Regions from separate parts of the Mus musculus genome. Here regions 1, 2, 3, 4, 5 and 7 are each linked to region 6. A link is a contact called in public HiChIP or PLAC-seq and promoter capture Hi-C data. All regions are on one chromosome and are shown on one strand. The core of a region is the stretch at or near the end of the contact, and the rest is flanking DNA. Distances in the headings are between cores, read along the strand shown.

The links. Promoter capture Hi-C pulls out the DNA fragments that hold promoters and counts their contacts. HiChIP or PLAC-seq counts read pairs in DNA pulled down with a chosen protein or histone mark. Capture Hi-C pulls out chosen DNA fragments and counts their contacts.
Region 1: a contact with region 6 is called in a promoter capture Hi-C map of adipose tissue, with 4 times the contacts expected there. The contact joins the promoter of Prc1 here to the promoter of Sec11a in region 6. A contact is called at or near these places in 4 of 39 promoter capture datasets (hematopoietic stem and progenitor cells, liver, neutrophils and 1 more) and 1 of 9 other capture datasets (adipose tissue).
Region 2: an H3K27ac HiChIP or PLAC-seq map of thymic regulatory T cells shows a contact between it and region 6, with 11 times the contacts expected there. The contact joins the promoter of Hddc3 here to the promoter of Sec11a in region 6. A contact is called at or near these places in 4 of 39 promoter capture datasets (the C10 cell line, cranial neural crest, frontonasal cranial neural crest and 1 more), 1 of 484 Hi-C or Micro-C datasets (CD4 T cells), 3 of 115 datasets of contacts at active chromatin or transcription factors (astrocytes, cardiomyocytes and thymic regulatory T cells) and 2 of 9 other capture datasets (liver and pancreatic islet).
Region 3: a contact with region 6 is called in a promoter capture Hi-C map of pre-B cells, with 4 times the contacts expected there. The contact joins the promoter of Idh2 here to the promoter of Sec11a in region 6. A contact is called at or near these places in 5 of 39 promoter capture datasets (hematopoietic stem and progenitor cells, liver, neutrophils and 1 more), 1 of 115 datasets of contacts at active chromatin or transcription factors (memory CD8 T cells) and 1 of 9 other capture datasets (adipose tissue).
Region 4: a contact with region 6 is called in a promoter capture Hi-C map of liver, with 2.9 times the contacts expected there. The contact joins the promoter of Vps33b here to the promoter of Sec11a in region 6. A contact is called at or near these places in 1 of 39 promoter capture datasets (liver), 1 of 115 datasets of contacts at active chromatin or transcription factors (memory CD8 T cells) and 1 of 9 other capture datasets (adipose tissue).
Region 5: a contact with region 6 is called in a promoter capture Hi-C map of hippocampal neurons, with 2.3 times the contacts expected there. The contact joins the promoter of 3110040N11Rik here to the promoter of Sec11a in region 6. A contact is called at or near these places in 2 of 39 promoter capture datasets (the C10 cell line and hippocampal neurons).
Region 7: a promoter capture Hi-C map of liver shows a contact between it and region 6, with 2.4 times the contacts expected there. The contact joins the promoter of Cib1 here to the promoter of Sec11a in region 6. A contact is called at or near these places in 2 of 39 promoter capture datasets (liver and pre-B cells), 1 of 115 datasets of contacts at active chromatin or transcription factors (memory CD8 T cells) and 2 of 9 other capture datasets (adipose tissue and liver).

Annotation. Positions count from the first base shown.
Region 1 is chr7:80,293,081-80,295,780 of GRCm38.p6, forward strand. Prc1 (protein regulator of cytokinesis 1) reads left to right here and starts at 1,396. Exons shown (of 15, transcript NM_001374624.1): 1 at 1,396-1,511. The coding sequence starts at 1,501. It also overlaps a transcript of Rccd1 not described here.
Region 2 is chr7:80,341,746-80,344,583 of GRCm38.p6, forward strand. It overlaps Hddc3 (HD domain containing 3), which reads left to right and starts at 1,392. Exons shown (of 4, transcript NM_026812.2): 1 at 1,392-1,504; 2 at 1,794-1,849; 3 at 1,971-2,211. The coding sequence starts at 1,393.
Region 3 is chr7:80,114,086-80,116,899 of GRCm38.p6, forward strand. It overlaps Idh2 (isocitrate dehydrogenase 2 (NADP+), mitochondrial), which reads right to left and starts at 1,265. Exons shown (of 11, transcript NM_173011.2): 1 at 1,077-1,265. The coding sequence starts at 1,191.
Region 4 is chr7:80,268,230-80,270,929 of GRCm38.p6, forward strand. Vps33b (vacuolar protein sorting 33B) reads left to right here and starts at 1,426. Exons shown (of 23, transcript NM_178070.4): 1 at 1,426-1,850. The coding sequence starts at 1,755.
Region 5 is chr7:81,788,049-81,790,748 of GRCm38.p6, forward strand. It overlaps 3110040N11Rik (RIKEN cDNA 3110040N11 gene), which reads right to left and starts at 1,407. Exons shown (of 5, transcript NM_026077.4): 1 at 1,307-1,407; 2 at 402-528. The coding sequence starts at 1,336.
Region 6 is chr7:80,946,016-80,948,883 of GRCm38.p6, forward strand. Sec11a (SEC11 homolog A, signal peptidase complex subunit) reads right to left here and starts at 1,535. Exons shown (of 6, transcript NM_019951.1): 1 at 1,387-1,535. The coding sequence starts at 1,437.
Region 7 is chr7:80,231,516-80,234,215 of GRCm38.p6, forward strand. Cib1 (calcium and integrin binding 1 (calmyrin)) reads right to left here and starts at 1,290. Exons shown (of 7, transcript NM_011870.5): 1 at 995-1,290; 2 at 829-863. The coding sequence starts at 1,045. It overlaps Gdpgp1 (GDP-D-glucose phosphorylase 1), which reads left to right and starts at 1,378. Exons shown (of 2, transcript NM_178752.3): 1 at 1,378-1,690.

The sequences.
Region 1 (2,700 bases), core at 146-2,645, 650 kb before region 6:
TCTTTTAAGTTGCCCTCTATTCTCCACACATGACCACCCCATATACACACACAAATTTAATAAATGTATTTATCATAAAAAAGAGAAGCAAATAATGAGACTCTTATAGATGGTACAGTTGACCAATACAGAAAAGCAGACAATTTTAGTTATAATTCAGTATAAACTAGATTTTGTTTTATTTTGGGCCTATAGATGGAAGCTAGTGGTTTAAAAGCGCATTGCTAATCACCAGTGCTGTGGGTAACAAGGATACTCCAGGTAAAGTTTGGTGCAGAAGATAGGTTAATAAGTACCTCTTCGCAAAGGAGAATTCAATAATTACACTTCTACAAATCATTTTGGAGGAGGTAGCAAAAAAGAAATTCATCTCAGCTTTATTACAAATTTTAGTCTGAGTAGCAAAGGAGATACTCCCATAGCAGTGTATTAGGTAATAGTAAATCATTGAAAATGGGATACAGATGCTATGGGTCAGTGGGAAGAAAAGGACACACAAATACTTTGGTTGTTTTTTGTTTTTGTTTTTTGTTTGTTTGTTTGTTTGTTTTGGTTTTTCGAGACAGGGTTTCTCTGTGTAGCCCTGGCTGTCCTGGAACTCACTTTGCGGACCAGGCTGGCCTCGAACTCAGAAATCCGCCTGCCTCTGCCTCCCAAGTGCTGGTATTAAAGGCGTGCGCCACCACGCCCGGCTACACAAATACTTTGATGTCATGTTCAAATTGTGGAGTTTTCCTGATTTACCTAAATCTTATAATGTGCAAGAAAAACAAAGCCCAAATCACCATTTGCTCACAGCTAAATTGGGCAAGTCAGTTTTTTCCTGTAGCCCAAACTATTTCCCTGTCCTGTCTCTGCCGCCTACGTTCTGGAAAAGCTACTCAAATCTTTTTCTTCAGGATAGTGATGATCATTATTAACAGGTGTGTTCTAATGATTAAATGCGATAAACTTGTCCACTAAGGTACCAGGACCAAGAGCCTGGTTTTTTTTTCCTTCTAAGCTTTCCTGCTAGTCCCTGCTCCTCTTGGGACATTGGAGAGTAGCAAGAAGTCGAGCTGTTCTGGCAGTCTACCCAATACTTCTCAGGAAGCACAAAAATTTGAAACCCAACGGCAGCAACTCAGTGGGTACCGGTGACATCATCGGCCACACCCCTACACCCCACCCTTGAGGCGGGCATAGGTGCACGCATGCGCATATTGAGGCCCGCACGCTCCCCGTGCAAGCGCTTCCCACGCCCTAGGCGGTCTCTGTATCCCAGGCCTAGGCAGCAGCCCTTCGCAGGAGGGGCGGGACGAGGGCGGGGCTCCGTGAGTGGCGGACGCGGTAACCAATTGTCATTTGGCACCGCCTCTGGCTCGGTTTGAATTCCGCGGGGTCCAACGGCTCGAGAGTGGAGACGGACTCCGGGTGAAGTCTGCTGCGGCTGGTTACCGTTCTCCGTCCCGCGCGTGGCAAGTGGAGGGTCTCGATTCTGGACAGCTTGGAGCGTCCACCATGAGGAGAAGGTGCGGGTCTCTTAGGGGCGGGACCCATTACTGAGGTGCGGGTCTGGTACCAGGTTCGACAAGCTGGGTTCGCCGGTCTTCAGGCACCGATGTCTGTGGCTGGGGCGCTCGAAGCCGGCTCCGGAGGGCATCTGTGCCCGAGGCCACTAGCGGGGCGAGCAGCGGGGACAGCGCGGGGTTGACACGCTTCCTCGAGGCCGGGGTGGGTTTGTCTCAGGCCTGGCGTAGCTGGCGGCCGAGCTCAGGTGCCGCCGCAAGTCGCGGCTACTCGGCCTCTTCTCTGTGTAAACGCTGAGCATGTAATGGTGTGGGCTTCTCATCTCTTGAGTATAGTCTGTAATCGCATTGCTCGGGAGGCTAGAACAAAATCGATTCGAGTTTAGCCTAGGAGATGTAGTTTAAGACTAACCTGGGCTACGGAGTGAGACAGTACAAAAAGCCCTGAAGTTTTTTTAACCTTAAAGTTTTAAATGTATCGTTTTTTCTTCGTGTCTTACAGTTCCGCGTTTTTACTTGAGTTAGGAAGACGGCTTGAGCCGGCCAGTGGTGGCACACGCCTTTAATCCCACCACTTGGGAGGCGGAGGCAGGCGGATTTCTGAGTTCGAGGATAGCCAGGGCTACAGAGTGAGTTCCAGGACAGCCAGGGTTACACAGAGAAACCCTGTCACAAAAAAAAAAAAAAAAAAAAAAAAAAAAAAAAAAAAAAGAAAGAAAGAAAGAAAGGCTTTATTTCCTTGCAAGTTAACAAATTCGAATTCTTTTCCGGTCGTTTTAAGATTCCCAGGCGGGGTTAGAGAGATGGTTTAGCGGCTAAAAGCACTGATTGCTCTCCCAGAGGAGGTGGGTTCAATTTCCCAGCACTCACAAGGCAGCTCACAACTGTCTTTAACTCCAGTTCCAGGTGATTTTTGACACCCTCACATACAGACATACATCTAGGAAAAACACCGACGCACCTATGAAAATAAATAAAAAGAATCCTCTATTAAAAAGAAAATTCCCGGGCACTGCTTGGGAGTGCCCGATTGGAAATCCAATCAGAACTGACTCTTTGAGTAAAAGGCTGAATGCCGTTTTCGAATTTATAAAATAATTTTCTGCAACGAGTTGGGTGACAAGGCTTTGTAATTTCTAAGAATCTTGGTTTTGTGATTATAGATTTTGATCATTTTTTTTACCCCCAGATA
Region 2 (2,838 bases), core at 142-2,641, 600 kb before region 6:
GCCAACTGTGTTTCTATCTACCCATTCCTCAATTTCTAGGCTGCACGGACACCTTGGGGGATATGGATTATTCCATTTTAGACCCCAGAGACCTCTGTTCAGCCTGTGGGGCATCCCTCTGTAACTGCAGCGCCATGGCAACCACCAAGCCTGTCAGAGAGTCCAGTCATTAGGCTTTCCCCTGAGCCTTATCTCCCCAGCTGCCAGCCCAGACACAAAAGCTACCTGCCTGGTGGAATACACTTAGCAGCTGGCTGTCTCCACTTCTCAGAACCCTTTGGGGAGATGCCAAGGTCTTGCTTATCCCTCATACTTCAGAGCTGCCAACGCCAAGACGGGATTTCTCCAGAAGATCCAAAGCTCGATGGCCGGTAAAGAGAGAAGGATTGTTCCAGTGCCTACCCAAGCTAGGCAACACTATGCTCCTGAAACCGCGGGGACAAGACTCACTACCTCAAGGGCCCAGAGCAGAGGTCTGGGGACTGAAGCAGGCTCCCTCATGATTCAAGAGATGAATGCAAACGGTTTCTGTAGAAACAGTGTTGTGTCCCAGGAGCCCACATCTGAAGCAATTAAGCAAGATCCAACTCTCCAGGTCAAATCCTAGCATCTCTAGGGCCAAGATGTTAGGTTCAGATGCCCAAGATAACAGAGACTGACCCTGTGAGGAGAGCGATGTTTGGAGCACGTTGAAAACGGTCTGGGTGTTGTGCCAGGCTGTAGATGGCCTTTTTCTCGTGGAAGACGCTGTCTCTGCCTCCCAGGCTAGATAAAATGGGCTTTCCCCCCACGATCCCACGGCCACCCGTGCCTTCCAGCTCTGTACCCAGCACTCTGTGAAACTATCACTTTTGGTTTTGTCTCCCTTTTCTGCAAAGACTGTTAGTTCTACTACGTCCTGGGGCATGGTGGGGAGAACGCTGCACCAGCCGCTGTGATTGTTGAAAACTTCTATATCCAGGATCTCGGTCTTTAAAGAACCTCCGTTGAGAATGGGATGATGGTTCAGTGGGTAAAGTGCTTGCTGCACAAGAATAAGGACTTGCATTCTTTCAGATTATTGCAATAGCCAGGTAAAAAAGCTGGGGATGGCAACCTACGCCTGTTGTACTGTGGAGGCAGAGACAGGAGACTCCTTGAAACTCGTTCGGTAGCTAGTCTTGCTAAATACCTGGGCTACAGGTTCAAGGAGAGTCTTTGTCTCCAAAAACTAAGGTGGAGACTTATAGCCTCTATAATCCACACGCACGCGCACACACGTTGGGGGAGGGGGGATGAATGAATTACAGCTTGTTAGAAATAGTTCCGTTCTCCGAGCCTCCGAAGCGCCAGGCGGCGCTATAGGTGATTTGTTCGGACTCCGAAGCTTCAGTCCCTCGCGCCACCAGCGCAATGGGCTCGGAGGCAGCTCAGCTGCTGGAGGCTGCTGACTTCGCCGCTCACAAACACCGACAGCAGCGACGAAAAGATCCTGAAGGGACTCCCTACATTAATCACCCCATCGGTGGGCGCGCCAGTTGGGAAGCAGCCCTCGCGGCCCGTGGCGGGTGGGGACTAACTGGGACGGGAACACAAAGCGCATATAAATTACTGAGCGCCTTCTTCGAGTCCCAAGCGTTGTATCAACCACTTTTCATGCGTTATGCGTGTAAGCCTCACCTGGGGTAGAAGGCAGGAGTGCTCCCTTGGTACAGTCGATATCCCAAGAGGGTAAGGGACTTTCCAAGGTCATCCAGCTGGTGAGGTGCTACATCTGGCTCCTTCTAGACTGACTTCTGCTTTGCCCCTGCCAGGTGTAGCCCGGATCCTAACCCATGAGGCTGGAATCACTGATATTGTGGTGTTACAGGTAAGGCTACCCTTCTCTGCCAGGAGGCTGGTGCGGGAAACCAGAGTACTGTTGAACAATGGGTGCTATTTATTTGGCTAGTAGGTTAGTGTCACTGGGCTGAATGGTAACCTATCCCCAGGCCGCCCTGCTCCATGACACAGTAGAAGACACAGATACTACCCTGGATGAGGTAGAGCTGCACTTTGGAGCACAGGTTCGACGCTTGGTGGAGGAGGTAACAGATGACAAGACTCTGCCCAAACTGGAAAGAAAGCGGCAACAGGTGGAGCAGGCACCACACAGCAGCCCAGGGGCCAAACTGGTGAAGCTGGCAGACAAGCTATACAATCTGAGGGACCTGAATCGCTGCACCCCTACAGGTATGCTCTCCTACTGGCTCTGAGGAGAGAGGGGGAGGGGATGGCCAGCTTCTGAAAATACAGGTTGGTTAGATTCCCAGAAATAAGTCGGGGGGTAGAGTGGGGAGGGGTGGTCGTAACACCTCCGACTAAACCTCTGTCTTAGTCAGGGTTTCTATTCCTGCACAAACATCATGACCAAGAAGCAAGTTGGATCTCATGGAGGCATTTCCTCAACAGAAGCTCCTTTCTCCGTGATAACTCCAGCTGTGTCAAGTTGACACAAAATTAGCCAGTACAATTGACCCCTTGTCAACTTGACACACAAAAACATCACTAGTAAGCCTCAACCCTTACAATCTTATTCATCCCCAAGATCTAAATAACTTTAAAAGTCCCACAGCCTTTACATATTCTTAAAATTTCAATCTCTTTAAAATATCCATCTCTTTTAAAATCCAAAGTCTTTTTACAATTAAAAGTCTCTTAACTGTGGGCTCCACTAAAACAGTTTCTTCCTTCAAGAGGGAAAATATCAGGGCACAGTCACAATCAAAAGCAAAAGTCAATCTCCAACCGTCCAATGTCTGGGATCCAACTCACGATCTTCTGGGCTCCTCCAAGGGCTTGGGTAACTTCTCCAGCCAG
Region 3 (2,814 bases), core at 15-2,514, 830 kb before region 6:
TCCCACGGTGAGTTAACGATTACCACTCTAGCCAGAACAAACCCCATAGCCAAACCCACCCCCTCTTCCTCATTCCTCTGGCTAACCCCAAGGGGTTTTGAGCCAGGTCAGGATAGAATTTCCGTGGCAACAGGCATCAAAAGAGGCCACCAAGTGCTCTACATTGTTCCGTGCCTTTTGTAGCAAGGCGCTGAGTAGCAAGGGTATGAAAGATGCCCACATGCCAGGTTGGGCAATCTGTTAGTAATGGAGACTCTAAAACCCTGATTATTTTGTCCGGAGTTGCGCCTTCACGTCTAAGAAGTAAGCTGAAGGCAACGCAGAGATCTCATGGGAACGACTGACTGCAGAAAAATGACAATATGCGTGCAGTGCCAGGTCTCCACAGCTTGTATGCCAGGCAGGACCCACTCACATGCAGCAGCTCGTGGTTGGCCCAGCAAGGGGCCAGGAGAGGGCCCAGACTGAGCGTCCTGCGCAGCGAAGGGTGGGGGAGTGGCAGAGAAACAAAAGCGGGAAAAATGGAAGGACATTCCTCCAGCTGTCGAGTAAAGGTTCCAAAAATAGCTGACGTGGGCCTGTTGGAGAGGAGGGACCAGAGTACGCAGGGATTGGAGAGAAGGGGAAGTGGAGGCCTCTCCTCCTCGCCTTTGTCTGAGCCGGGAGCGCGAGGTGACCCTCCTCTGCCTAGGGCTGCAGCAGGCCGCTCCAGCCCCTCTTGGTCGCTTGTCCCCTCCAAAGGCCCAAGGCAGTCATGATACCCCACCCTGGGTCCAGGTACCTCTGGAAATGCTCCCCCGGAATACCTGGAGAACCCCAGCCCTGATAGGACCCAGCAATCCCGCCCCAGGCCACCAGCTGCCACTATCCCCTGGGTCCCCACCCCTGCGCCTGCAGCGGCCCAGGCGCGCGGGGCGCGGGAGCTCGGTGTAAGGCCACCTCCCGGCCCTTTGTAACCCGCACGCCGCTGTTCCCCGACCGCCGGCGTGTCGCGAGTGGCACTCCAGGGTCCCCCTCCCGGGACGTCGCCACGTCGCAGCGCTGCACGCGAGCCCGCCCCCCGGTGCGACACTCACAGTGGCGCCGCGGCTGCTCCGGCCAGCTGGGGACAGTCAGTGCTGCCGGTGCCCAGGTCCGCGCTGAGCCCGAGGCTCTGCAGAGCGAGCTCACAGCCCGCAGGTAGCCGGCCATCCCGAGCACGCGAGGTCCGAGCACGCCGCTGCACCGGGCTGTGCGGTGGGGACTCTAGGCTGGCCCTGGTGGCTGGGACCCAACCGGGGCGGAGCTGCAGAACCTGCCGCCCCATTGGGTCTCACCCGGGAGAAGGCGGGTCCACGCCAGGGCAGGAGCCTGCTCGACACCCTTGGGCCTGTTCCAGAGCTCAGGCGGCCCCAGTGCTGAGCCCGCGCTTTCTGGGAGCCTCCATATATCCTCAAAGCATCAGGTACCGGGGAGACCCATCGGGCCGCGGGGGCTCACGGCTGCAAGACTCCCCGCTTCCGTTAGAATGTCAGCTGCAGACACGTCGCCTTAGTCCCCTGCGTCCTTTGCGTTTAGCTGACCGACGGACCTGAGGCGCTTTCATCAAGACAATGACAAGCTTTGCCGTCTTGAACCTAGACCATGGCAACTTGGGTCTCCCCCAGGTAGCGTCCAGTTGGGTGGACTAACCAGGATCGAGAGTTGAAATGCCAAGTACGGTGGAGGCAAGAGGATGAGAAGTTAGGCTACATACCAAGTTCTAGACCAGCCTGGGCTATATGAGACGCTGCGGGGCGGGGCGGGGGGGGGGGCGGCTGGAAATCCTCCTTCTGCTCCTGACTAGGCCAAACTCCTAGCCCCAAAGTCCTTCATCATGGCCGACTCTGTCTCTTCTGGACATAAGAGTGCCTGCCAGGAGACTTCTGTGACATTTGTGTGTAAAGGTTTGAGGTATGTTCATCCTTCAATAGTACAACCACTGCCCAAGTTAATTATATTCTATGCTAGTAGTTATGTAGCCCTGAAGGAAAGCCCATGTCTCCTATATCCTAGGCAAAGGTCCATCCACAACCCAGCCCAACAGCTCCTAGTTTACCTGTTTGCGTGGGGAAACAAACAGAAACATACAAGCTAAATCCATCACTGTTCATTTTCTTGAAGTAGGGGTCACTGAAGTCTGGGTTTTGTGTATCAAATATCACAAATCCACCCCAGCTCTCCCAGTCACACCAACTCACTCCAGATGAGAGCAACCTTTCTGCCCTGTGCTCCCAGCTTCCCAACCCAGCTTCACAGTGTTGTCAGGTGGAGCTATGCCAGGAAAGTGGCCTTGAACTGCCAACATCAAAGCTTCCCTCCTGGAGTCTCAATCCATCCGAGTCACAGATTTGGTTCTGGGATCCAGTACAGAGAGTATATGCAAAGGAGAGACATCTGGGTCCCTCCAGGGACTGAGGAAAGGAATAGGAAAGTCTGGCCTGGGGCAGCATGTTCCAGAACAGTCTGAGAGCCCTTCTACGAGATTCCCAGTTCTCTTGTGTAAACACCGGTAAAGACCACAGAGGTTGTTGACTTGGGCTTTCATGCCATCCTGGAAATACCAGACCCCTGGACTCCAGGATCCACACGTGCAAGGTCGGAGAACAGACTTCCTATGCATCTTTCTAGACCAGTTAGAGTATGGATGAAGGTCAGCTACCTGCACTGCCTCTGTGATTGCTGCTGAAGCACAAGGGGCTTCTACATAGCAGACTCCGTCTCAGAGTTCTGCCAAGTCACTACCCAGCCTCAGTGTCTGCGGGCGGACCAAGGCAGAAGTCTTCATGTTTCTAG
Region 4 (2,700 bases), core at 176-2,675, 680 kb before region 6:
TCATATCCCACACCTGGGATTAGAACGAAAACGTGTTCTTATATTTCCATTAAAAAAAAAAAACCAAAATTCCAAAATTTTTACTATACCTGGCCTCAATATATTTCCTATACCTTAAGTCTCACCTCTCACATCTTTTCCTCTTTGCTAGTTATTTTTAGAAGCTGGGTCATTTGTCCCAGGTGAGTTTCTGCTTTGAGGGAGTGGGAGTTGGGGAGGCAGGGAAGGGGTTGGCCAGAGGTTGGGGTGGAGTCCTTGCTAGCTCTCCAGCTAACCTTTTGAGTCAGGGTTTTCTGATGAACCCAGAGCCAGGTGATTAGGTTAGTCTAGCTAGACAGCTTGCCTGAGGGATCCCCAGCCTCTGACTTTGGAGTGCTGAAGTTACTGAGCTGATGTCACACCCCCTTAGCATGTTTGTGGGTGCTGGGGATCCAAACTCTAGTCTCCACCCTTTCATTCACTGAGCTGTACCCCAGCTTCCCTCAACTTTCTGTGGAGACCAGAGTAGCCGAGAACTCCTGATCCCTCTCTCTGCTTCGAAGGGTTGGGTTTACAGACACCCACCAAGATGACAGACTGCCTTTGTTTTCTTTCTTTTTTAAACAACAAAGTATTATACCTCACCCTTTCTCCCATTATTTCATTTATTGATTTCCCCAGTCAGCTCCTATCTGCAATAGACAGCATGGCCTACATATTGTGACCTTGTTTCATAAACAAATTCTATGTAAACAACACTATATAGATGTGTTTCTGTGTTTTTGCTTGTTTTTGATTTTTGTTTTGGTTTTTCTAGACAGGGTTTCTCTGTGTGGTCCTGGTAGTCCAGGAGCGCACTCTGTAGGACAGGCTGGCCTCAAACTTAGAGATTCACCTTCCTCTGCCTCCCAATGGCTGGGATTAAAGGCGTGCACCACTACCAGCTGACTACTTCTGTATTTTGCCTCTTTAATTTGTACAGTTGTTTTGTAGCATGATTGTGCCACAAGCTTATTCATTTCTTCCATAATGGCCATTAACAAATCGAACTCCAATAGCCAAGGGTTACAGCTGGCAAGCCTTAACTTTCATAGTCTAACACATTCATTCCTCTTTACACTGCTCGCTTACCTTCTATTACCAGGAAGCTAAGGACTGAATAGTTGGAGACTAAATTAACAGCTGAGACTCCAGCAATCAGCGCTCTGTAGACTAGGTTTCTCTCTCTCTCTCTCTCTCTCTCTCTCACACACACACACACACACACACACACTGTGCTCTGCAGACTAGGTTTCAAACACACACACCGCTCACATTCACACAAAGTAAACCTGTGAAAAGATTCACTCCCGTTTTCAAATGTCCCTTCCCGGCCGCCGTCCCCTTCTAGTGCTCTAATCGCTAACTGGGAGACCCGGACTTCCGGGATGTCTAGGAAGTGGCTTTTCTCTGGGTAGGAGGCGGGGTTCCCCGGCACGCTGCCGAGTGTGCGGATGTCGTTGGGAATCCTGCTGACAGGCTGAGTGGACTCGGGCGGGACCAGTGACTATAGGTCTCCAAGGAGAGTCGCCTGAGCCTGTGGCCGTCCGTCCGGGAGGTGGTCGGTCATTCATCCGTCGAGTACGGCAGAGGAGCGAGGGCCCCTTGGGGGTCCTGGGATCCAGAGCCCAGGCAAGCGGGGTACCAGCCTGCAGTAACACCTTGGGCTGTCGCCGGCCTTTGCAGAACAGGGAGAATTCTGCTGCTCTCACACGGTGGCTCAGGTGACCGCTGCCATGGCTTTTCCCCATCGGCTGGACGCCCCTGAGCTTCCCGACTTCTCTATGCTCAAGAGGCTGGCTCGGGACCAGCTCATCTATCTGCTAGAACAGGTCAGTGCCTGCCGTGGCCGGCGCCTTTACTGCGTCAACAGTGTGGCCCTCAATGTGACTTCTTCCTTGCTGAGTCCCTTGGTTTTTTTTCTTTGAGCTTCTGAGACAGATCCAAAATGGGGCGGTCAACAGGAAAAACCAGAGTAGTAACAGTTGCTTGAGACCTGGCCAGAGAATAAATGGAAATTGCCAGCCTCTGTGCAAATGAAAAAGACACACTTGTGCCAGGCATCACTGGAGATGGAAATACAGTTGAAATACCTCTGTCACTAGTTACATTCCAGGAGATGCCCTATGAAATAATGACCCCTAAAGGGTGCTGGATGGTAAGTGAATTCTAGACTTCCGGAAAAGTTTAGAATAAACAACAGCTGGGGCGATCTAAGAGTTTCCTGAGATCTAGAGTTTGAAGAATAGACATGCTTTCTCTGGAGCAGGAACATCGTGCACATTCAGGCAGTTGGGCTGCTAGATGGGAAGCCTAGCAGGGAAGGACCGGTGCATGAGCAGAGGAAAGAGCTAACAGAAGTTACACTGTAGGTTGGAAATAAAGTTCAGTGGTTAGACAATTGCCCAGGCAGGGTTCTCGGTTTCATCCATTGTTCCCCATGGGAAAGAAAGGGTGGTCGTACACACCTTTAATCCCAGTGCATTCATTCCTTCACAGGCAGAGGCAGGCAGATCTCTGAGTTTGAGGCCAGCCTGATCTACAGAGTGAGTTCCAGGACAGCCAGGGCTACATAGAAAAACCCTGTCTTGAAAAACAAACAAACAACAAAAATCAAACCCAAACAAACAAATTACACAGCAGGCTGAAGACCCACACCCATTTGTAGTGTGAAGCAATGTT
Region 5 (2,700 bases), core at 157-2,656, 840 kb after region 6:
TAAGAATAGTCTAAGCTATACATAGATTTCCTAATGTGTCCTTCCTAAACATTTTATTGTTTAGAGACAGGGTCTTGTTGTAGTCTAGCTGACCTCCTGCCTCAGTTCCTAACTAAGTACTTGTGAATTATTGGCATATATGACCAGGCCCATCTACAAAATACCACATTTTTAAAAAGGAAAAGATACACAGATTCCATCTGATTTGGTATTAAATATTGTACATTTTCTTTCAAATACCTCTATATGAGACTATAGAATGTTTAGATGGAGAAGCTTCTAAACGCAGACATAAAAAATACCATTTACAGTTACAGGATAAGCTTTTAGATAACAAGGCAAAAATAAGATGAAAACGCTGCTTTATCCACATCCAAATCCCACCCAGTGCTCAGACGTACCTGTCACAGCGTTCTGTCTGGAGCCAGGTTTGGCATGAATGGCTATGGTGACAAAACCTTTAGGGTCAGTTGCTACAGGCCCTGCAGCAGGAGGTGCTGTCTCTGGTTCTTTGGTTTGGTTTTTACCCTAAAATGACACACAATTTCACAGGTAACAAAATACTTCAGTTATTTTGAGCCATCACTACCCTCACCTTCACTAAACTGGGCCTACATGCAGAAACTAGCCACCACCGTGCTCCTCCCACATCCCTTCATGATCCAACATACAGAGACAGAGAGGGGGGTGGGGTGGGGCTGTCTCTGTGTAGGTATGTGTTCTACTTAAGATCTCTTGGCTAGCTTAGGACTTGTTCCCACAGTCTACTTTATCGTTTCTATTTCTCAAGAGAAGGGGCATTTATTAGTCATCTTTATAGCCAATGCATCCTAACGCTCAAGAGTGGGTGAGGAGTCCATTGCAGAAAGAACGACGACTGGTATTTAAATGCCATCTAACAACTTAACAGAAAACAACTTCCAGGGCAGTATGCGGACAGCGGGTATGAAGAGGAATAAGGATTCAAACTCCCTGACTTCAAGGGGCTGGGATCACAGCGACAGAAAACAAAGGGATATTAGGGGAGGGAGTGCAGTCTCATTGACAGAAGGAAGCGATCAGCCACCATAGGGAGGCAGAACGCACAGCCTGCCGGGAAGTGTAACCCTCAGAGTGAGAGAGCAAAGACGGTGGTCAGCGGGTGCGCAGTGGAGCCTACTCATCCTTAGGGCGAGCTAATGTGCGACCCAGGAAGTCTCAGACCTGGACCCGAAGGGAGGTCTTCCGCCCTCCAGGCGCTGCGTCTGTTCCCCGCCAGTGTAGCCCCGTGGCCCACCCTCTCCACAACACGAGGCTTGCCACTGGCCTTGCTTGTCGCACCGGCTTTCTTAGGCATTGTGGAACCACACAGGAGTCTAACAGAGGCCAAGCACACCGACCTACAGCAAGCAGCAGCATCCCAACCACGCAGGCGCCAGCGTGGCGGAAGAGTTCTGTGCGCCTGCGCAAGTCATGGGCGGAAGCGGCAGGCGCGTCGGCCGGCACCTAAGAGTGCCACCTCGCCCCGAGATGGCACTGTTTTCCTTCCTTTGCAACCTGCCAGCCTCAGGGTGTGATCCATTGGTGAGCCATCTTTGCCAGCAGAGGGAAAATTGTCACCTATCCTTAGGGTTGGCAAGAGCAGCCAGCCTCGGTGCTCGCCTGCCCAACGCGGCACCATGGCAATTCGCACAGGGCAGTGCGCAAGGAGAGGAGATCCACTGTGGAGTTGAATACAACCGTTCGTGAAACTGAAGCAGAGGCAAATCAATGCAAGTGCTAAAGTTAGGGACTGGCCTTGTCCAATAAGGTTAGAATGTATAGATGGTATATGCCCAGAGGTAGGAAGATCTGCTACCTAAATGGGAGATGGCTTGTTACCATTTTGAGGATCTTTGGGACCTGAATAATCTGAGATGGGGAAAAGATTAACTGAAGATGCCCGAGTCTACGGCTAGCAGTTGTGGCAGTCCGAGGGGGAGTTTTCAGGGTACATTAAGTTTGAAATGATTGGAGACATCCAAGTGGAATAGTTAAGGAGCTACCTGAATACATAACCAAATTATCAGTGACCTGTGCCAGTGAGAGGGGAGTTAAGGAGGAGGACAGAGACTGTGACAAATGTCAAAGGGCGACAGCATTCAGATTCACAAACAGGTGAGACTGGAATGTGAGTGCTGAAAACAGCCACTAAAGGTTGGGATCAGAATGGGATGTCTCATTTTACTCTCCCAGAGACACCCTTTCCACATGACACGTTAAGTGGTGTGTTGTGAGAAAGTGGCTAAAGCCTAAGACTCAGGTGATTCAGGTGTTAAACCACACCACACCTTTTTTGAAATACATTACAAATAGAGGCACAAAGTGGAGCCAAAACTATACTGTAGTAATTTGATGAATTTTGAGGTGAAATCATGATGCCCTAAAAATATTTACATTACGATTCATAACAGTAGCCAAATTAGTTAGGAAGTAGCAACAAAAGTAATGTTACCGTTGGGAGTCATCACAGCATGAGGAACTGTATTAAAAGGTTGCAGCATTAGGAAGGTTGAGAACCACTGCTCTAGAGACTTGACAGTTTTTATCAGGGGAGGAACACGGATTGGTGTATTTCTGATGGTGCCTGGATGGGCAAAGGAGGGGGAAGCAATGTCCTCTAAGGAACCGTCAGCCTTCTCCACAGGTACCTCTAGAGTACCTCATCACCAGCTAGAAAGG
Region 6 (2,868 bases), core at 285-2,784:
AGCCTCATCTACATGTGAGGCCTTATCTAAAAAAAAAAAAAAAAAAAGGAGGAGAAGGAGGAGGAGGAGGAGGAGAAAGAAAGGAAGGAAGGAAGAAAAGGTCTTTCCAGATGGAGGATACATGTGCTCAGTGACAGATCACTTGCCTAGTGCTAGGAATGATTTTCAGCACATTTGAAAAACAATCAAACAAACTTAAAAAAGAAAATACGGTTATTTACCCTGACTCAAGATGCGAAGGCAGGAGTCCAGCTCAAAGCCAGCTTGGGCTACACGGTGAGTTCCAGGCAACAGGGCAGAGTCATACCAGCCAGTGATGCCATGTTGTGACATATATCTATAAATCTACCTCTCATGAGGCTGAGGCAGGAGGACTACATAGCAAGACTCTGTCTCGAAATAAAGTAATAAAAATAAGGTCTTTCAAAACTAGAAGCGCGGTTCTGGTAGCCTGTGATGAATGCAAGGCCCTGGTATTGATCCCCATCACCGAAATAGGAGTCCATACAGAAGACAGTTAAGTGACAGCTACTCCTTAAAGCTGTTCTGACTGGAATGTCTCACAATTTTGTATGTATGTCTAAGAAGAGACGGACCTACTTTTCTATGTAATAATTATAAACAGGGCAAAACAAAGTCCTGTTCCAAAATAAACCAAATCTTTAAATGAGACAATTCTTAATACCAAAATACGAGGGGGGTAGGGAGGCAGGGAAAAGGTCAATTGCTACCAGAACATTCGGTTCAGGAGACAAAAAGGTGACCGTGTTCTCAGTACCTTCTAACACATGAGCTAGAAGACAGCAAGACTGAAGGATAAAATCTGATTTAAGTTTCAAGATTTCTGTTCCACTGACATCTATCATCAAAGATTCAGTGGACTGTCACCTTTCTGCCAAGGAAACTGGCACACAAGTGGTATAACAGATTCAACTCCGAGCTTAGAGTGACCCTAGTTAAAATGGATGAAGCTCACTGAGGTCTAGCTGGGCTGAAAGGTGGCTACACAATGAAAGCAACACAACGGCTCCTGTGGGACCTGTAATGGCTTTCCCCAGAGCCCCACCAGAAACGGTTAAGTCTGCCGCTTTACAGTGTCCCAAACTCCCACTTACAAAGCGCCCTATAGTTTTCACTTACTCCCCTGCCTCCTCGGGGGGAAGGGATCGCAAAGGTTCTCTCCTTCCCTCTCGGTCCCCCGAATCTGGTGCTATGAATGGGGGCAAAGAGGTCTTGGCTACCTACAGTCTGCAAAGAAAGAAATGATCCATACAGGCAACCGACCCACGCAGGCCCTCAATCCCGCCCAGAGATCCGCGGGGCGCCCCGCAACGGCAAAGAGACCAGAGGAACCCTGGCAGAGAGAGAGAGGGCGGCCCGTCTCACCTGCCTCTTGTTCATCCGCCGCACATCGTCTAGAAAGTCTAGAGACAGCATGGTGAGATGGAGAGCGCGACAACTAGCAGCCAAGAGGGCGCGATAGAACCACCAAGAGGGACCGCTGCAACACGGGCCGGGCTCACCGTGGACAGAACCCCCTGATGCCTGCACTTCCGCTTCCGGGGCGGGAGCAGGCGAAGCTCCTCCCTTCTGAGCAGAGAATGGACAAAGAATGACTTGTGAGCCCCCTAGAACAGCCCAGGGCCTGGCCTTGTCAAAAAAGGACCGTAGCCTTCTCCGGCCGAGAACCGGCTGAAGGCTGCTTTCTGTGCTCAGCCCGCGCGGCGGCTCCCGAAGACAGTGACCCTAGGTTAGCTAAGCCCACAGCGTGCGGAAGGCGGGCCCTTGGACAGGCCTGGCCAATCGGAAGCCGAGTCTGCGCCAGCGCGAAGTCGGTGTCTTCCTGCGTGCTGCTGGGGCACGGGTGTGGCTCGGGACGTGGTGCCTTGCTGTTTGTTCTCAGGTGGAGCACGCTGCGGTTCGCTACCGGAAGCTGTGTGTGTCTTTTAAAGCATTGTATACACACACACACACACACACACACACACACACACACACACACACACACGCCAATTGATCACAAGATGCCTTAGTGTCATGAGGGCACTGGTGGTGCAGGTGGCCAGGAAGACCCGTCTCAGTTTTGACCTTTACCAACAGTGATTTGCTTTGTCTCCTGACACTTGGATGTGAGCCATTTATTTGACCCGCAAATTTTCACAGGGGCGGGGATTAGAAGTGACATCATTGCCATGGGGTTTCTTTTGGTGGGTGATAGATGTACAACTCCATGTATATACTAAAACCATTGAATTGTGCGCCTTAGTGGACTGTATGGTATGTGAATTATAGCACAATAAAGTAGGTGTGAGAATGGAAAGGAAACCGCTGATGTCTTGTTCACTGTTAAATTCCCAGTGGTGGCCGCACAGCTGGCATGTATAAGGCACAAAATCAGTACTTGAATTTAAAGAGAGGAAAGAGAGAAAGACTATCTTCAACTATTAGTAGAAACCTTACATTTACTGAGATGGGATAGGAAATGTTTAGAATTTCCAAGTTAGAAAGTTTTATAAAAGAAAATACATAGAAACCCCCATGGGGTGCCCCATAGGTATCCCAGCTTCCGTGACAGTACCAGATATGTGTATCAGAATGACTTCTTCATTAATAACTGTTGATGTGGTTCTCGATCTAAATTCTGGCTAGTAGAAACCTTCACATAAGCTTGTCAGTGTTAAATTCAACCTAAGTTCAAATTAAGTGGGAATGAGCTTTGACCCTGTATTTTGTGCCTTGAAGAGCCCCAAGAGCAGCTCAAAATCCTGTGGGTCCAAAAAAGGTGAATAAGCTATTTAGTTGGGAAGCTTTAAAAGCATCTCGTACAAGTGGGTGATGGGGGGAAGACAGGTAGATCTCTGCAAGTTC
Region 7 (2,700 bases), core at 40-2,539, 710 kb before region 6:
TTAAAGATGGGGGGAGGAGCGGTCATGTCCATTCTTAGCTTTTTTTTTTTCCCAGTATGGCCACATTGGATACATTTCGTTTCTCTGCTTTTCAATATTGTCCCTTTCCTTGGCCTACTGAGGACAGGTAGCACAGCCTAGCTGGTTAGGACTGCCTGTGTGGGCCAAGTACCTGGACTCTAACATTACAGTAACAAAAACACATGTTACCTCCACTCCAGAGACTCCTCTCAGCCACCACCTCTTTCCCAGTAGAATTTCATTGTGGGGCTAGGAACCTAACTCAAGCGCTCTGGCCAGCAAATCACTTATAGTGTGCTTTATAGTCAAGTTCTCAGAACTCTCTGAACCTGATTCCTTGATCTGTAACCTCCTCCTGAAGTAATGTGTGGATCACTCAGGAGCTACTGGGCAGAGTAAGGGTTCAGTAAACGTTAACGGTTACTGAATTAAACAGGTAAAGTTGGGATTGGAGCGAGCCACGTACAAGACCTCTTGGTTTTGCCAGAGGGCAAAGTCCGCAAAGAGTCACAGCAGTTCCTTTTAGAAGCGAGCAGGAAGCTCGGCAGTGAGGAGGCTAGAGGAGCTCAAACAGTTCAACTTTTCCTGGATACACAGAAGTGTTTGCGTGGTGCAAAGGTGAGGCTCTGGAGCGGGTGGGACTTGCACTCTGAGCCTCCGACTCCAGATCCAGTGATCCTGACATCCCAGAAGCACAGCCCCACCCTCGGAGGTGAGACGTCCAATCCGTATCCCGCGAGAAAAGTACCCGCAAAGCCCTCCCCTGGCAATCCCGAGTTGGAGGACCGGGGTCAGGGCAGCACTCACAGGAGGATCTCCTGCTTGGTCAGGAACGTCAGGTCCTGAAAGGCAAATCCAGACAAGGGTCTGCAAGCCGCCCGAAAGCCACGGCCGCCCCGCCACCTGTTCCCCGAACCCCACTCCCCTGCGCGGGCTCGCACGCGAGCTCCGCGAGAACTGGCGCCCCGCGCACCTGGTACTCGGCCAGCAGCTCCTTAGACAGGCGACTGCCCGAACCTCCCATCGCCGCGGTGCGCGCACAGCTAGGCCAACTCTCCCCGGGACGCCGGCAACTTTCTCACTTCCGTCCTCGGGGCCGCGTCCCCGCCCAGTCCCCGTAGCAACCGCTGCCTGGCCTCCGCCCCCGGGCCCGCCCCTGCCTACAGTGCCCCGCCACCCTTAGCGCCGCTCAGCGGGCCGGCTCCCGGCTCCCCGCGGGCCCAGGAGAGCTGGAGGGAGGGCCCGGGGAGGAGCCGGACGCATCGGGGCGGGGCCCAGGCCTCGTGGCCCCGCCTTCTAGTGGGCGGGGCGGAACGAGCCATGCGCACGTGATGCAGACTGCGCCTGCGTCGCGGTCTTCACGCGTTTGCTGAGTTCCGGGACCCGTCTGTGCACTGAGCCTTGAGATGCATCCGCCTCACCTAAATCAAGTGCAGAAGACCCCAGCTCTGGGTGGAGGCGGGTAACCTCCATACTCGCTCCCGGGCTGGAGGAGATCCGGTGCCCCTCTGCGGATAGGGTCAGTCCTAGACTGTCTCACGGGACAAGAGCTGCAGCCTCTGCCACCGTGCCAATTCTTCCAGAAGAAGCTTAGCTTCCTCTTGAAGTGGCTCTTGAAGGTGTTTACTGGATTGTGCAGTTATCGCCCATTCGTGGAACAGTTAGCAAGGTAGGCTTCCATTTTACAAACAGGTTCAATTTCAGTGATGTGTCCGGACTCCGGTATTTAGAGGTCAGTTCTGTCCACAGGTCCCTCCTGCTGTTTTATCGTCACAGCTGGGGTGCCTCCTTTGATTCCTCCCACAAATTGCGAGCTTCCAGCTGTAGGAACCAAGATTTGCCCTTCTCTCCTCTCAAATAATAATCAGATGCAAGTATGAACATATTTACACTGTGTGAAAAAGTGAAGATTCCAAGCTTCCGGAGGAGGAAATGTGGATTTTGTGATCTGGGTGGTCAACTTGGTTGGATCTGGAGTCAAGGAGAAGGGAAACAGCTTGACACTCCTGTGAGGGATTTTCTTTTTTCTTTTTTTTTTTTTTTTTTGCTTCGTCACCTGGCACAACAGGGCCAAGTCAATTACAATTTATTTGAGAATATTTTAACTTCGTACTGGACTGGTATTCATTCCTAGAGAAGTCTGGTCCTTCATCCGGCCAGTCCAGCTAGATGTTCCATACCCTCTGGGTAGGAGACTGTAAACCTTGCTTCTCATGCTTCTTTCTCTCTGCTCCTTCTTTAGCCTCCAGGAGAGGTGCAGGCTCTACCGCAAAGCCCAGGGGCTATGGCTTGCTTTCCTGGTCCACTCAGGGTCTTACCTCATAGAAACCCCTGAGCAGAGGGATTTTCTTGATCAGTTTATTTGAAGTGCGAAAATCTACTGCGGCAGTGCGCTCAGGTGGCAACCCGTACCAAACGGAAACGGAAGATGGCTTTTGGCCTGTTTGCCTTGGCTTGCTGATAAGTCTCTATCCTGTACCTGCCACTAAGGATTTCCTTTAATGACATTAGAATCATAGTGTTCCAGCTGCCAACTCAGATTGAAGACCAACAGCTCTCTAGGAACCCAGCACCGGCTTGGGACTGCAGAGATGCATCCTTGGGGACAGCTGCCGCTGTTGATCAGCCCAGACAATACTGAGTAAACCAATTTAATAAATCCCCTCTTAGTAAATATTC